2 separate regions of the Mus musculus genome follow, and region 1 is linked to region 2. Evidence: chromatin contacts called from public HiChIP or PLAC-seq data. All regions are on one chromosome and are shown on one strand. The core of a region is the stretch at or near the end of the contact, and the rest is flanking DNA. Distances in the headings are between cores, read along the strand shown. Region 1 holds the start of C9 (complement component 9). Region 2 overlaps Ttc33 (tetratricopeptide repeat domain 33).

Region 1 (2,700 bases), core at 49-2,548, 1.2 Mb after region 2:
CTGTCATCCCACCAACCAGACAGACATCTGTTTTACCTTTGCCTATGCTAATATTCAAGATTTGCTCTATTGTAATTAATCATTTTCTATGAATGTCTCTTAAGAACTGTATCAGGGAGCCATGCAACTTGGTGCAAGCCTGCAGTCTCCATCCTTGGGGAATGGATACAGAATGATCAGGAGTTGAAGGTCATCCTCAACTATGCAAGGGGAGGGTTTGAGGCAAATCTGCCTCCACAAAACAAAACTGCTAGGAACAGCTGGGTATGTGCTCATACCTGTAACTGTAGCAACTGGGTCTAGGCAGAAGGGCTGCAGCAAGTCTCAGGCTAGCCTGAACTACCCTATCAGACCCTGCCCCAAACAAACAAAACACTAGATAAAAAGAGTGTCATGAGACATTGTAAATTCATAATATATTACCCACAAACCTCCAACACATCAGATATCTCTCTACACCCATTGTGTATTCTAAGTCCCAACCCTAGCCACACATTAGGAAGAATTGAGAAGCCCCAGTCAGTTAAATTTGAGTAAGATAAAGACTAACAGCCTTCCACACTTGCAACATCCCTGGGTCATTCTCCTGACTAATCAGTGCTCTCAGAGAGGTTGCACGGTCCACACCCATCAGCGCTTCCAGAACCTTTCCCTCTCAATGGCCCTGGAGAATGTGGAGATGTCAGGCAAGCAGTGTTCCTTATGGCAGAGGATAATCCTATCCTTTTGGTGTGTGCTTCCATCATAATCAGGCCAAATCCATTTGGTGGCTGTTGCTAAAGCCTTGTGGTGCTTACTTTGCATTTTTCAGAAAAATATACATATAAGAGGTGTGTAACTTATACACAAAAAGCTTACATTTCCACACGTTACCTTGCTTGGGTGGAAACAAGCCACATATCTGACTTTCAGAGGGAGAGGTGCTTAGAATATCCCCCACCTATGCCTCATCTTTCATTGTGTTCTTTCTGTAGTTATTCTGAGCCTAGGACTCTATAAGAATAATCCATAGGTCTCTCCCACAAATTATACCTCTCTCTTTAGCTTCCCTTCCAGAGTCTCCCAAGGAAAGAACTGCTAGGATTTTGTTTTATTGGTTGCTTTATTTTTAACCCAGCTCCTAATTTTTCCCCACCTTGGCATTTTTTTTTTTTTTTTTTGGTTTATTGCATAATGACACTTTGTCAATAAGGGAAAATAGCAGTCAGGAATTACAATGACTCTCCATTGGTTGGACCTTGACACTTAGCCTAAGCCAACACCTATGAACAAAACCCAGAACAGAACTGCCCCTTGTCCTCCGGCTGCAAAGGAATGCTTTGCAAGCCTCCAGGGCTCCCCAGGAGGAGCAGCATGGCCTCAGGCATGGCCATCACCTTAGCCCTTGCCATCTTTGCCTTGGGTGTCAATGCACAGATGCCAATACCCGTTTCCAGGTGAGTCCATAGCTTGTCTGTTTATCTCTGGAATTCTACTGTGGAATCTGCTGTCCAGGGCTTAACAGCAAAGTAGGGACAATAAAGGTTAAGCTAAACAGTGACCTATACAACACCCAGGATTTCAACTTTCTAAACAAGTGTATTCATGCTTCTGGGTGTTTGTGCTAAAGGAGGGACTGAAATGTTAATGCTAAGATATTTCCTTTAAACATTTAGGATCAGAGGGAAAAAGAAACGGTTGTCTCCAGTTTCTGATAAATCAGTGCTGATCAGTGTCTATGGGCTGAGAAATTCACAATGAGGAAAGTTAATATTTGTGTCCTTTATCTCAAAACCTAATAATTTTTAACTGTTGGCTGCATGGCCCTTTGGCCCCCACATTAAGCAAAGGCTAACTATTTGTCTTGTCTTCTCTTCTGTGACATTCCATTCCGTGGTCCACATTTTGGTTCCTGGGTCTGAGGGTCTATTTGCTCTACCCAAGAATTGCCATGGTACAGCTTCGATGGTTCTGCTTCCAGCACGGCCTCTTTATTTCCTTCTTATCCGATGCTTCTTGGGTTTGCAAAACCCATAAGGTATAAGGGTGTCCCCGAGGTTGCATGTGCTGGAAACTCAGTCCCCTGGTGTGGCAGCAGAAAGAGGTGGTGGAGCTCTTAAGGGGTAGAAGGTCTCAGGATTCCACAGTCATAAATGGACTATCTCTGAGGAATGGGCCAAGCCTAGCAGGAGTGGCTCCTAGCAGATCTGTCTGGCTAGGTTCTTCCTCCAACTCATGTCTCCTTACATATGTGACTCTTCTGAATACAGGAACTTCCCATTTTGCTTCTAGTGACCATGTTAGGACACAACCACAGGAATCCTGTCCAGATGCCTGTTTGCAATTTGTAGTCATGAGAATTGTGAGAAGAGTAAAATTCTCTCCTGTATGCATCACCCACATCAGGCATTCTGTGTCAGCAACAGAAAACAGAGTGTGACACCATGCCAAATACACCCAGCCAATAAATCAAGGGGACAGTAAAAGCCTCTTGCACATCACTGCACCCAGAAGTGCTAGAGATCACGGCTGCTTGAAGCTCTCCCTTCCTTCCATGTAAATATCACAGAAGACACAAACCCATGTAGTCCATTATAGCTTGTTCTCTGAGGACAGAACAGAAAATTGCCCCAACACCAACACATGCCTGGACACTCTTCCTCCGTCTGCATTAATCATGTCCTGTGTCCAGTTCAATTCCCCTAAGTTTAACCAAAGCCT
Region 2 (2,700 bases), core at 136-2,635:
CCAGCTTTTTCTGTTGTCAGTAGTTACACTGGGAACATTGTTTAGAGAGGCTTGGAAGCACTCACAGTCTACCTGAGAGGCAGAGCACTTACTTTTCATGAGATACATGGTTACTACCCTGTGGGTAAGTCATGAAAACTTAGTAGGCATAGTAGCAACAGACTGTTTGGTACTCTGTAACTTTGCTGAGAGGCACACAGAAAGCATGTGTACATAACCAGAAATCGGCGCTTCTGGCTTTTGAGCGGCTCATGCATTTCCCCTCTATTTCCCATTTCATTAATCATATTTCTAATGTTCTGCTGAGATATACGTTAGATTAGTGTATGTATATTTTGTATTGTAAGTTTCTGGATGTAATTTATTAATCTTCTTAGAGTTTGCATATTCATCTGATAGATGTGAAAGTCTTCAGTAATCACAAGGATAGATTCTCTTACATTTTTAAATTCTCCAGATAGGCTGAAATGATGTCAGGACAGTGAGCTCCATTTCTAGCCCAGGTTACATTTTAATTGTGAAATCTAATGCTTCAGACTAGTCAGAGGCAGCAGTTTTCTAGTCGTGGCTTGTTCTGCATCATCCCATGTCATAATATAATAAATATCTTCACTCTAGACTGCTCTGTGTTTACCTCACTCCTCCAGAAATGTGGATCCCTGTTAGGGGAGCTGAGTGCCGGTCCCACTGCATGCACAGAACCTGTAACAGGCACAGAAACAGATTCAAAGTTTCAATTTGTTCTCTAAAGTGTTACTGAGAGAGTGCTATTACCAATATTTACCAGGATAATTTTGTACAGATTCATTTTTATTTATTTATGGTACATGTACATGGTGGGCACATGCCATTGTTCACATGTAGATGTCAGAGGGCAACATGTGGGATTTTGTTTTTTCCTTTTCATCCTATAGATTTCAGGGATCAAAGTCAGGTCGTCAGGCTTGGGGAAAGCACTGTTACCGCAGAGCCGTCTTGCTAGCATGTTCCTAGAACACATTTGGTAAGGGGGGCTTTTCTTATGAGAGAGGGGGTTGGGTTTAATTCAAGGGAAGGAGTGAATTCTATTTATGTTTTTCCATTTCCATATTTTGTGGACTTATCATTAAAATAGGCAGATTTATCATTAAAGAGAAGACAAGGAACCGGGCGTGGTGGCGCACGCCTTTAATCCCAGCACTCGGGAGGCAGAGGCAGGCGGATTTCTGAGTTCGAGGCCAGCCTGGGCTACAGAGTGAGTTCCAGGACAGCCAGGACTACACAGAGAAACCCTGTCTCGAAAAACAAAACCAACCAACCAACCAAACAAACAAAGAGAAGATAAGGCGCATGGGTGAAGGAGCGATGCCCTCTTCTGCCTCTCCTCTCCCCACCTGAGGCATGAGTCATGACAGCAGGAGAGATAGCCCTTCCCCTCACTGGCTGCAGCACTCAGGATAGCCAGACCTTCATTTCCCTCCCCTGGGCAGCACAATAGAGCTGGCCTTGGGGAGCCAGCCCCCAGCCCTTAGGGCATGACAGTGGGGAACACTGACCCTTCTCCTTGCCAGCTGTGGCCTTGGGTGAGCTAGCCAGAGCAGTTCTGGAGAGCCTGGCCTGGTGAGGCTAGCCCAGGAGAGCTGGTGGGCTGACCAACTCAGCTCCCCACAAGGTCCAGATCCAGGGCTCTGAGCTGGCTACCCCAGCATCTGCTCAGTCTATGATCTGAAGAGGCCTGTCCTGCACATGTAAAGCCCCAGGACCTCTCGGACACAGAGCAACAACAGGATATCTGAGAGGAGTCCCAGTGAGGATCCAGTGTTGATAGTGTAGCAGAAGCCTGAGGCCTCAAACCAGACCAATGACTCATTGCAACGAACCCATACATGTAAAGATGTGTAGACAAAAGGATATACTGTGTGACACACTGACACACTACAGCCTCCATGACAAGATATATATATGTGTGTGTGTGTGTGTGTGTGTGTGTGTGTGTCTATTTTAGCTTATTTTCTTTTGTAGGGAGGTTGCAATGGTGGAGGGTAGATATGAAGGGATGGGGAGATGAGAGGATATAAGATTCACAAAGAATGAAAACCAAGACAAGACAACTTGCTATGATCACGAGGCTTATTTTTTATCTTTTATTTGGTCAAAATTATTCTGTGACATTGATTTCTGTTGACTTATAATTTTCTGACATGTGTGTGAAATGAATGAAAATATAGGTAGTACATATATTTAATTATCCCTCTATCAGAAGTCAAACTTGGAAGATTAAAACTGTGACTTTGTACATATTTCAGAAAAATTCACTTTCTAGTACAGATTTTCAACCTGTGGGTCGTGACCCCTTTGAGGGGTTTGAATGACCCCTTCACAGAGATGACATATCAGATATTTAAATTACTGTTCACAACAATAGTAAAAATATGTAGTAGCAATGAAGTAATTTTATGGTTGGGGGTCACTACACCCTGAGGAAGTGTAATAAAGGGTCATAGCATTGGGGGTGGGGGTTAAGAAGCACTGTTCTTTCTATGGGTGTACAGAGGATACTAGAAGTGGGTAACTGTAGTTGGTACAGTAAAACCCTATAAGTTTCTTGTACTAGTAGATGCTGCACCATTGTGTAAATTTGCTTTGGAAATGACCTTTATCCAGTGTTGTGTGCACCATCTTGCAGCATCAGCGCCTTCCTGCTGTTTCAGTTAGTCTTGT

Evidence for each region. HiChIP or PLAC-seq counts read pairs in DNA pulled down with a chosen protein or histone mark.
Region 1: an H3K27ac HiChIP or PLAC-seq map of extraembryonic endoderm stem cells shows a contact between it and region 2, with 6 times the contacts expected there. The contact joins the promoter of C9 here to the enhancer-like site in region 2. A contact is called at or near these places in 6 of 39 promoter capture datasets (the 3T3-L1 cell line, 3T3-L1-derived adipocytes, cranial neural crest and 2 more), 2 of 484 Hi-C or Micro-C datasets (bone marrow-derived macrophages and liver) and 1 of 115 datasets of contacts at active chromatin or transcription factors (extraembryonic endoderm stem cells).

What each region holds. Positions count from the first base shown.
Region 1 is chr15:6,444,048-6,446,747 of GRCm38.p6, forward strand. C9 (complement component 9) reads left to right here and starts at 1,299. Exons shown (of 11, transcript NM_013485.3): 1 at 1,299-1,436. The coding sequence starts at 1,354.
Region 2 is chr15:5,198,681-5,201,380 of GRCm38.p6, forward strand. All of the region lies in intron 2 of Ttc33 (tetratricopeptide repeat domain 33), which reads left to right. Among named protein-coding and RNA genes, the nearest start is that of Ttc33, 14 kb to the left of the region's middle. Within about 2 kb of position 1,386, at least 16 of the 459 cell types and tissues checked have an H3K27ac peak or open chromatin away from gene starts, as enhancers often do. A contact at or near this core is called in extraembryonic endoderm stem cells, where this site is marked.